Regions from separate parts of the Mus musculus genome. Here region 2 is linked to region 1. Evidence: chromatin contacts called from public promoter capture Hi-C data. All regions are on one chromosome and are shown on one strand. The core of a region is the stretch at or near the end of the contact, and the rest is flanking DNA. Distances in the headings are between cores, read along the strand shown. Region 1 has its middle 100 kb from the start of Gm33510. Region 2 holds the start of Myb (myeloblastosis oncogene).

The links. Promoter capture Hi-C pulls out the DNA fragments that hold promoters and counts their contacts.
Region 2: a promoter capture Hi-C map of liver shows a contact between it and region 1, with 2.0 times the contacts expected there. The contact joins the promoter of Myb here to the enhancer-like site in region 1. A contact is called at or near these places in 7 of 39 promoter capture datasets (the 3T3-L1 cell line, the SN4741 cell line, cranial neural crest and 3 more).

What each region holds. Positions count from the first base shown.
Region 1 is chr10:20,732,964-20,738,564 of GRCm38.p6, reverse strand. No RefSeq gene overlaps it. Among named protein-coding and RNA genes, the nearest start is that of Gm33510, 100 kb to the left of the region's middle. Within about 2 kb of position 1,259, at least 38 of the 459 cell types and tissues checked have an H3K27ac peak or open chromatin away from gene starts, as enhancers often do.
Region 2 is chr10:21,157,869-21,163,944 of GRCm38.p6, reverse strand. It overlaps Myb (myeloblastosis oncogene), which reads left to right and starts at 2,961. Exons shown (of 16, transcript NM_001198914.1): 1 at 2,961-3,249. The coding sequence starts at 3,227.

The sequences.
Region 1 (5,601 bases), core at 10-2,509:
GCCACCGCCAGAGACTGATGTCCAAGCTTTGTGTCCATCCATGCTTGGGTTTGGGGTGATGTGTGAGAGCTTCACAGCCTCTTACCCCCCAGCCTCCAGTTCCCTCTTCTTACATTGGCCAGGGCAATCCGTCATAGGTACAAGGAGCTTAGACTGAACACTTAGTTCAAGACCTGCAAAAAGCAAGAGTGCAAATCCTACTTGTTGATTTGTCCTCCAAAGACCTCAAGGCCATTTCTTATGAATGAGAAAGAGCCAGTGGGCACCACAGATTGGAAATATTCGTGAACTGGCTAGCTTGCCTTACACACTATTTTAGCATTAGTGCTAGCCACACAAGGTTTGGAAGATACACCCCACTGTTTCCATGTCTCCATATTTCAAGGAAGTAAATCTATTAAGAGTAAGAGAGAAAAACAGAGAGGGGATGAGAGAGGGAGAGAGAAGAGAGAGAGAATTTTAAGTTTTGAAAAGAAGCTTAATGTTGATGACTTGAGAAAAGAACACTGTCTGAGTAACGTTTTAAAAAAATAATAATAACAGCCATTTTCCAAAGAGCTGCACAGGTACTTTATGTAAACTGAATCCAAGAGGGGAGAACAACTTGAAAACATGCTTTACTGTTTTTTTTTTTAAAAACAATTTTAAAAATGCTTTTAAATTGAATTCAAACACAGAAGCTAGGTTGTTTGGTGTGCCTGTCACTGTGGGACTGACTGGGTTTGACACTGTGGTTGGTTGATGCCTCTGACCTTTCCCTAGCGACCTGCTCATTTGAGGCTGTCCTGCACTTAGGGGAGGGAAGCCTCCTAGGGCCCAGCAGGCTGCCCTGCTGAGGAGCACCAATGGCCAACTCCTGCGCACTGAAGGAGGAGACAGGTGCTTTGTGTTGAGAAATACGGCTAGATCACGATCACGTGTCAGGAGAGGAACAAAAGGCATTTTTGGGAATCACCTCTTCTCCAGGCTTGGGAGGAAACATGGATGGTTCTTAAGTAAAGCCCATGCTCCTGCTCGGAAGAACCCTCTGAGTCTCCAATTACTTAAGTTCCTTAGAGCCGCAACGAAAACACTCAATTAATTCCAGTGACCAGATAAACCTGCTTGCTTTGTGGTGGCACTTAAGTCTCATTAGAAAAAAACTGACAGGAAGGCCTCACTGCCTTTAGTCACTTCCTAATTACACTAATTTTGTTTGAGTGACATGTTGGGCTTTGGGGGAGGGGAAAATGAGGGAAAGAAGGCTACAATACGAGCCCTTATTCTCAGTCCCAGACAGCACAGGAAATCCTCAATTCAGCTGTATCACTGCCCTCAGCACTCAACAAACCACAAGCATTATATTTAATATTCTTAGACTCATAATAATGGTTTTATGTGACATGGCAAAGTTAAGTCGTTCCTTCTATACTCTCCTTTTTTTTCCCCCTGTGATTGCAGAATCCATGCTTCTTGAAAGAAAATGAAGTTAAGAACAGATCGTTGAATGTTTAAACTCTCTCCCTGTCTCTCCCTAGATTTGTGAATGCTCGTATCCCTCGGTGTGTATGCATGCACGGTGCCATCCACTTTTTTTGAGACTCCATCTCTCAATGGCCTGAACCTCACCAAGTAACTTACTTAGGGACAGAGAGCACCAGGGACCCACCTAACTTCACCCCACTCCCCACCCCCACCCCTCCTTCTCAAGCACTAGGATTAAAGGCAAGTGGGCCAATACACTGGGTGGGGGGGGGGCGCTGGTGTTTCTTTTTCTTTTTTTAAAAACTTGATTCTAGGGATCAAACTCAGGTCCCTGTGCTTAGAAAACAAGCCACCTTATCTGCTGAGCCATCTTCCTAGTCCTCTCTTAAATAGTGCTCCTGCAATGATTCCCACTGGTAGGGAAAATATAGTGCAATGTCGCTGGGAATTACGCATTTCATAAGAGGTGACGACTTCTGCTTGACAGGACTGAGAGGATCCCAAACCAAGGAAGAAACAGCAATTTAGACAGTGGAGAAAGTCTGCCCACAGGCACCGCTCTGCCCTGTACTCTCTTTTCTGGTGCTAGGTCTGATTTAGAACAATGTCTTCCTTGTGGGCACCCTTAAAGGTCGACAGGACCCCGACAATTAGAAACTTGGCACATTGCCTTCTGAACTGGTGGCCCTCTAAAGGTCTGGAACTAATTTTCTTTCTACTTTGTTTGGTCCCCAGGCACAGACTAAGAACTGTTTCTTTTGGGAGGCCTTTCCTACCCCCATTATCTGAGTGACCGGTGACCTAGAACCCAGAGGGTAACAGTTGTAGACTGTGTGCTCACTTTGTGATAAGCTTTTGAGAAGAGCCACCTCACCAGCAGGAACTGCGCAGCCTGCTGGGAAGGAAAGGAGCAAGGCATCTCACTCCTCCGTTCTCTGTGCTGGCCTTGGGAACAGAGCAGAGAAAGAACCAAGGTAGAAATACCCCCAGAAGCTGTGTGGGTTTAGCTGACTGCCTCTCTCCTGCAATAAGAAATAACTTGGAAGCCTAAAGTCTCTGACAGCATCCTCCTCCCTTGACAGACCATCAAAACATGCTTAAGAGTGTGCACTCATCCTTCATGTTTACATGTCTATACTAATCTAGAGCAGGACTGAGCAAGTAGCCAAGAGGACACCATTCTTCCAAACTCAGTGGTCCTGATTATCCCTCAATTCCAAGTGAGAAGAAAGCCAATAAACACCAACCTCTCTCTATTTCTGGTGTTAACCAGAGCCTGCATGTCTACCAAGCTTTGTTATCAAAGTTTCTCAAAATGTTATTCATTTATTTAAAATATTTTAGCCTCAGGAAAAAAAAAGAACCTTAGGGATGGCTGCTCCTGAAGATCTTATTTTAATGCTAAAGTTAATTGATGTTGATGTGAGAAAGTCATCATTAGTTGCGGGACATGATTTTTGAGTACTTCAGACAATAATTGAATTGCTTCAATTATCTTTGCACTTTCTCCTACACATAGAACTTATCTGAGTTCATATAATATAATATAATATAATATAATATAATATAATATAATATAATATAATAAGTCCGTTTGTACTACTATAAGAAAATGGGTTAATTTATAAATAGAAGAAATTTCTTGTTTTGTAATTCCTAGGCTGGCAAGATGAAGACACTGATTGGTTTGTTCATTTGATAAGCGTTGCTCTCTGCTTCCAAATGTTTCCACCCCACATCACAGAGTGTAGAAAAGTGGGCTCCCAGAACACCAATGAAAGCTTCTTTTACATGAGCTTTAGGTCAAAAGCCCTCTTGGTCTGCCTATTTTTAAATACCCACCTCCTACTGCTATCACCCTGATAATGCCTGAATTTTAAAGTGGACACATTCAAACTACAGCACTGATGTCTTGGTCCAGGTCGCTTATTTTCCTTATGCTCTGTTTGTATCCCACATGCATGGAGGATATAGTGAGTGTCTGATAAATAATAAATTAGGAAGAGTTTTTTTTCAGGCATCTAGAGTTTTAACTACTGTTAGACCTGATGTATTGAATAAAGGGCTATCACTATCATGTGTGGAAAAGGCAGCAGGCAAGTTGAAATCTCAGCTCTAACCTGGGCAGTTTGGGAGAGCTTAGGGGTCTCTCTGGACTATCTGCTCATCTATAAAAGGAGGTAATGCTGCTGCTATCTTGTGGAGTTGTTGTAGTGACTCTAGAAAAATAAGAACATTGAACATTTTTAAGTAAATACCAAATATCCTTCAAGCAACAAACTTATTTTTTGTTGAAAACAACACACACACACACACACACACAAACACAGACACACACATGCACACACATGTAATATACATATAATATGTAAACACAAATACACACATATGTATTCATATACACAATAATATTGTCTAAGTATCATAAACAAATTCAGGGTATAGAATATTCACATATGTATAGTAAATGCTGTCTAAATACCTAAATCTGTTAAATGCCATACAAAACTACAAAGCTTACAGATAAATGTAATACATGACATTACTTGGAGCAGAAACTCATTTCTTCACCTCCTTGTCAATCATCTGTCTCCCATCTGTAGAGGGAACAGCAGGGCAGACCAGCAGGTGAAGGGCAACAGGCGAAAGCAGCTAGAGTTGTCTTCCTAGTGCTCTTGAAAGCTAATGAGTGTGAAAGCGAAGCTTTGGAAAAGATAAAGGTAATAGAACAAATTATGCCACTCATAGGACGCCAGATAAAATGGTGACATCCCCTTCCCCTGGAGTTCAGCAGTACAGAGCTGTTGCTCAGTTAGAAGACGACAGTCTGACGTTCTCATGGACATCAATAACAGTTCGCTGTTTGCTCCATCTGCTTCTCTGAGGGTTTCTTTGAATTGTTCTAGTTTGAGTTGACAGATATTTTTCCAGGATATAATTAGTTGATATTATCCAATTCAAAATCTCTTCTTTTTCAACAACTGTCCTCATCACTGTAATGGGTAGCAGCCCATTCCTTTACACTGAGCAAGTGTTGTGCTAATATTGAAGCCAGACTAGGCCCACAGTGATGGCTTCCTCCGTTTTGTTTGAGAAAGTTTGTTTTTCTGCCTCTCAGGAAAGCGTTTTCCTAACTTTAACCTGAGGATCAGAAGGAAGCTTTTATCTCTCTCAGACATGCCTGATACTCACTTGAACTTACATTTTTGCCTAAGTTGGAAGACAAAGGAAAGGAATGAGTAACTCGCTCGATTTGCTCCAGAATGTCAAAGGAGATGTCATGAGCGTGAATATTCTCTGAAACTCTTTCTGCTGGCTCTTCCTCTCCCACCCCTGCTATGTGGGAGGGAGCCTGACTCTGACAGCTGTCTGGAGGAGAGCAATTTTTAGCCATTCTTACCTACAGTTATCTGTCACGGGGAATAGCATGATTTTTAATATGGAGATGGCTTCTTTTTTTAATGGGGAACAATTCTTTAATCCCAAACTTAGTATTTCAGTGAGAGAAAGGAAGAAAACGGGGCAGTGGAAGCCAGTGGTAGTAAGTATTGGGCTCTCATTCTAGCCCTAACACAGTTTCACATCACTAAGGAGCACCAAGCCTCCAACAGGCAGCCAGTGCCTTCTGGAAACTCTTTAGAGTCCTGCCGGGAAGTCTTGTATACCTTCCCACTGACCAGAGCAACCAAGGCATAATCTCTGCACCATATTCAAGGTCACAAACACAAGTGGCCCAGTGGTTCCCATGGTTGCTCCTCTGATATCCATCTTTTTATTTTAGTCTCTTGGGTACCCTGCCCCTGCCTCTCCATCTCTTGAGATAAGGTCTTCCCAAGTGATTCCTCATCCAGTGGTCTAGCCTTCCCTACATAGGTTCAAAAGGAGAAAATAGCCAAGAAAAGAATGCATAAGCCATTAATTTGAGTGTGCCTATTGCTCTTAGAGCAAGGTTAGACATTAAAACAGAGGACACAAATCAACAAACAAGTAAAGCATTAAGCAGGAAGGTAGCTCTTGGTCTTTATAAAACCATTGAGAATCCTTTCCTTTGCTTTTCCTTAATGGGAAAGCTTTGAGAGATTTTGTCTGAAATACAGCCTGCATCTTACACTGGTTGTCATACTGTTTGGACACCCT
Region 2 (6,076 bases), core at 1,712-4,211, 420 kb before region 1:
CCGAGATTTCTCCCAGGGACAGCATTGGACACTTGTTAAAAATGTGAATTATCTGGTATCATCCCAAACCCACTGCAGTGGAAGCCGTGAATTTCTCCTGGGTGGATTCGGTGATTCTGACGCACATTCAGGACTTCGGATCAGCATGGCCTGCAGGTGGACAGCAAACATTCAGGGTGTTTGTTTGTTTGTTTGTTTGTTTAAGGTTTTTGTTTGTTGCACATTATTAGAGCTTAGAGAGAAAGAGGAGACAGCAGAATAAGGGAGAAATATACAGTATAGCCATCAAACCATAAAACACTTCTTTTTAAGATCTCGTCCTTTACAGAAGCATTCTCTTCCCTGTGCAGTGCATTACAACCCAAAGTTGCATCTATTGCATCCTGCCACAGAGAAAATACCTGACTTAGGAAATTATAAACATAAGTAAATAAAAACTGAGAGTGAGCCGGGCAGTGGTGGCTCACACCTTTAATCCCAGCACTCGGGAGGCAGAGGCAGGCGGATTTCTGAGTTCCAGGCCAGCCTGGTCTACAGAGCGAGTTCCAGGACAGCCAGGGCTACACAGAGAAACTCTGTCTTGAAAAACAAACAAACAAAAATCTGAGAGTGACATAAAACATAGAGTTGTCATCTAAGATGCATTTGCCAAACTTATGAGTGGAAGGAGAAATGTATGAACACAGCTACAATATGCATTCTGAAATATCTTTAGAAATATGTTTTCACCCAGACAGAAATTTTGATAGTGACACAATTATTTTCTTCCGTAGCTTAAGCTAGCAATAGACCACAAATGATAGTAAAATGACTGGGCTGTACTTTTTTTTTTAAATTAGATTATGTCTGTCCTCCACACTTATTACTTTGACACATACGAGGGGGGAATATAAGACTGTATAGCAAAATAACTTGGAGAAATAAGAATATTATGAATTCCCAAGCCATGTACATACCAATGTACAAAACCACTAAAGAAATGATAAGTGTTTTTCTACTTAAAAGTTCTTCCTTTTCTTTTTTAAGAATCATAAAACATAACTGTACCTCTTCAGAACTCTGTGAAGGAGGCTGTGAGATCAATCATCTTAGCAAGGATTCAAGAGGCTCAGGAATGGAAACCCTTCCATTTAGATGCACAGAGTAACACCCAGACAGACTGCTGTCCCTTGAGAGGTGAGTCCTTCCTAGATGTTTGTCATAGACTTGGTAAGTACTTATTGTTAGTGCACAGAAAGTTCATTACAGACTCTACACATAAGTATTGGCTTCAAATGTGTATTAAGTTGCAAGAGACTTGTAACCATGCAGCAGTGTGTCACAGTAACTTTCTGCTTTCTTCTTATTTTAAAGAAACTGTTGTAAACCCTTAGGAGCATGCTCTGAAATGTCTTCATAAAGATTAAACGATATAGCTAATTTTAAGAAGCATCGTTTCAAACACCAGATAAAGTCTTGAAACTCAGCTTGCTTCAACAATTTAATAAAATTATGACTCATTTCAGTAAGAACATGCTTTTTTAGTAAGAAAAAAAAAGCTTTCTGAGCTATGTTTGAACCCCTAAAGCACTTGGGACACTCACACACCCAGTCAGCACAAGTCTTGAACTCCTAAAAGATTAAAGGCAAAATAAATTGGTGTGTATTGAGAATGAAAAGAAAAATCCCCAAGGGTACTGATTTATAAACAGAAGTAACACTGAAAGTCCCCTGAAATCCCCCAATCACCAATCCTTATAAATTCAGCACTTTGCACATCGCTCCTTTGGGAACCTGTAGTTAAAGTTACAGGGATACCTTCGCTGACTTGTGGCTGGTAAACTCTTCAAATTACACCCAACAGGGTCCTTACTGTTTAGCTCAATGGTTCTCAGCCTTCCTTTAAAGGGTCTCAGCTGCGACCCTTTAATACAAGTTTCTCATGTGGTGGCCCCAAACATAAAATTATTTTCATCAGTATTTTATAACTGTAATCTTGCTACTTATGAATCATAATGTAGAGATCAGATATATATCAAACGTACAAGATAACAGTCGAGCAATCCCAAGTGGGTCGGGACCCACAGGTTGAGAACCAGTGGTATGGGTTTGGTTTAAAAAAAAAATGAATCAGGAGTGCACAAGTTCCTGAGAACTGCTAGGGGTTGTTTGTTTGGGATCCAGTAGGTTTGTCCAGCAAGTGTTTGACGCAGGACCCAGGACCCGAGCGCACTCTGCAGAGGCAGAAGTGCGTGGTAGGCACCTCCTAGGGTGGGTGGGCCCGGCGTGTGTCTAAGTGAGGGAGGAAGGGCTTATGACAAAAAGCCGGTGGTGTGTGGGCTGCAGGATCTGGGAGGAGATTGAAAAATGAGCCCGGGGCTCGATCTGTCAAAGGCTGTAGCCACAGGGCTGACTGTATTTAAGTATCCTTTGTCGCTTACCAGTGAATTAAAGATGTCCCTTTAAAATTAAAACATGAAAAACTGGACCTAGTCAAAAATCGTTGGGGGTTGGGGAAGTACGCTCACTCTATTCAACCGATCATCCCTCACACTCTCTGCTCCCGGGTGTGTTGAAGTCGGGGCGCAGTTGAAACCCTGAAGGCAGAAGTGTGTCACCCAACCCCATCGAGGTGCCCTTGAATGGAAGCGCTGCTGATTCGGGCTCGGGAGCCCCGGAGCCTACGGAGAGGAGCGACCGCGTAGCCCCGAAAGCGGTAACAGCGGGACCCGGTGTGAGCCGGCGCCACCCGGCCACGGAGCGGGGTTTGCGCAGGAAAAGGCGCCACCGCGGCCCCGGCCGCCCCTCCCCAGCCCGGGCTCCCCGCCCGCCCGCCGTCCCGGCCGCGCTGCGCGCCAGGAGCAGCTCCGCGGCGCGAGAGGCGAATGGGAGCGGCGGCCAGGCGGGCTGCAGCTCGGGCGACCGCGGAGGCGGCGGGCAGGGCGCGTGCGCACTGCAGGGGCGCCAGATTTGGCGGGAGGGGGAGTGTCCAAACCTCTTTGTTTGATGGCATCTGTTTACAGAGTTACACTTTAATATCAACCTGTTTCCTCCTCCTCCTTCTCCTCCTTCTCCTCCTCCTCCTCGGTGACCTCCTTCTCCTCCCCTTTCTCCGGAGAAACTTCGCCCCGGCGGTGCGGAGCGCCGCTGCGCAGCCGGGGGAGGACGCAGGCAAGGCGGAGGGCAGCGGGAGGCGGCAACCGGTGCGGTCCCCGGGGCTCTTGGCGGAGCCCCGGCCCGCCTCGCCATGGCCCGGAGACCCCGACACAGGTAATGGGGAGGCTGAGAGGGCGGCCTCGGGCTAGGGCGCGCGGGGATCCAGGCATCCCGGAGCAGGTGGGAATGCCTTCCCTGTTGGTTTGCGGGGCTGTCAGCCAGTGGCAGAAGACACTCGGGAGAAGGATGAATGGAAAACTCTGCGAGAAGCGCACGGGTATAGTGGGAAGCATGCCCTGAGGCTCTTTTTTATTTTATTTCCCTTTTTCTTTCTTTTTTCTTTTTCTTTTTGCAAGTTGCTCGGGGATTCGTTTCTCTTTGGGGGGTGGGGTGGGGGGGGGGCTCGGCACTCTTCAGCCGAGGACTGAACGGTTCCATCAGACCCGAGGAGCCCACCAGGTGTTTGGCTTGATGCCCCGAGTGTCGGCGAGGGAGTCGCAGCCTAATTGCTGCATGCATTGAGGTGTGTTTGCACTTGAAGAGCATATGGCAGATATAGGGAAAGGCCGGGTTGTTTAGTAGCTGCAGGTAGTTCATTTAAATTTCATTCATTCATTATGGAGGCGAGAGAGGTGTCAGCTGACAGGCAGGCAGCTGCAAAGATTTTAGGGGGACAAAATGGGTTTGCAGATTGTTTTAAACCCAGCCGTTTGAAGATTCTTGTACTTGTTATGGAAGAAGCTTTTGCAAACACTGCACGCGCCCGCGTCGCACATGTCACCGCACCGGCCGAGATGATGCGTGCACTCTCTTTCCATTTTGGCCCCACCTTCGGGAAGAGGGATCCTCTCGGAACTGTCAGTTGCTGGCGCTCAAGTCCGGCCCGACTCGGGGTTTCCCGAGGACACGCCGGGGCTCCCAGAGAGCAACAGATGCGGGGCTTAGCTCGGTGGCGGTCGCCACTCGGCGCAAAGTGCTGGAGGCAGGCGGCACCCAAGGCAGCTGCAGTGCACCCCGGGCGATGTCGCCGCTCTTCTCCTGGGCCGCGCACACGTGGAAGCAGCTGAGGTCGCCGCTGCTCCCAGCACTCTGCTCCAGCTGCTTTTGGTGGCCCGCCTCTGGCAAAGCCACCGACCGACCGACCCTAAGGAAGATTCGGGGGGGGGGGGGGGAGTCCGCGGAGACACAGTCTATCCGCGCCCGCCTTTCCACTCGTGGTTTGATTTTCGCTAAACAATCTGTTCTCTCTCTTTCTTTCCTTTCTTTCTTTCTTTCTTTCTTTCTTTCTTTCTTTCTTTCTTTCTTTTTTTTTGGGGGGGGGGGGGAGCCATCAGGACCTGGCCATGCAGGGCGCGGGCTCTGGGAAGTTGCAGGAGCGTGGGCGTGGGCCCTGCCGCGCACCCTCGGGATGGGCCAGGCGGGGAGCGGCAACCGCTGGGCATCGGAACAAGAAGGGGGTGAATTGGGGAGACCTTGAATCTTGGCTCCCAGTGCCTGGCCCCGGGCCTGCCGCGCCAGCCTAAGTGCCACCCTTTAAGAGGTTTCGCCTTTCGCTTTTGGGACCTAAACCGCCCGCACCCAGGTCACCTGTTCTGCAGAAAGCTGAAACCTGCAGCAGGAGGAGGGAGTTAGGAAGGGGTGCTCCCAGGAGGTGCGGCCCAAGCTGGCCGCCCCAAGGTTCAGTCGGGGCGTGGCCGCGCAGGTTCCCTGGGGCTCGCAGGTAGCCCGGAGCGGAGGCGGCAGGGAGGGGCGGGAGCCTTGAACTTGACTCAGGGGGAAGAGAAACCCGGCTGCGGGCTCGGAGCCGTTTCTTGCAGGGCTAGCGTCAACTCGGCAGGGATTATTAACCAGGTCAGCGAAATGACTCTGAACCCCTTTTCTAGAATCACGTAGCGGCCACAGGCACTTCCTCCGGTCCCCCTCCCTCTTCCCAACCCCCCAGTGTTCTTTTTCGTTTCTTTGCACGGTTTGTTTCCTTGATAGAATGTAACATTCATAGTTGTACTCTTGTAACCACACCGGCTCTCGCAGGTGGAGCAGTCGAGAGCATCTAGCTTGAAATCAGCCTTTGAAAGTCCTTTGACTGTTGGGTCTGAGATCTTGTCGGAGCAGATAAAGGAAAAGTTATTTCGGGTCCTTTGTCGAAATTAATCATGCTACCGAGGCGACCAGGTCATTTTAGAGCAAGGAAATGGCATGCAGAGCTCAGAGGCAAGCCCCTTGTCAAAGCTGACAGAATCCTGGACTCGCCCAGCTCCCTCTCACAGCCTTTCAAGATCTGCAAGAGTCACACGCCACATTTCACCCCAAGACTTTGGCTTTGCACATCTGCCCAGGGCTTGCTTTTTAAGAGGCACAGAAGACAGTAGAGGCATGCCTCTGGAAAGTACCTTAAACATAGAATCCCCTCCCTAGTGTGTAAGATGGGATCCACGAGAGGGAGGGGGGTTTGTCCAAATCAAACGACTAGGTGCGTGGACAACTAGGGCTGTTAGAACTTTGCTCCTAGACCCCCTGGTCCTGTGTGATCCCAGTTCTCCCTCACCTGACTATTGACTGCCCCCTGTGGGCGACTGAGGGTGATGCTTGTTTTTAGATTAAGTTTTGACCAGAGGAAAATTTGCTTGGAAAATGTCCACAATGCTGAAAGTGACACCTCCAGATCTGGACAAGCCTAACAGGCGAATCTAATGAGAGTTAAATCGGTGGCTCCACTCTCAGGTCCCGTTGGCTTTCTTGGTATCCCTGATACTTCACAAAGGGATGTTTCATCCTGAGAGCTTTCCAAGTTCCTTAACAAAAGGGAATTGTCACCCAAAGAGGCTGGTTTGCAGTTCCGGCCTCATAACTCTTTTTCCCTTCACAACACCATGTTTTATATTAAGGAGAAAATCGTAATTATTACTGCACAGAAGTTATTTGCCGCCTCCTGTTTACTGTT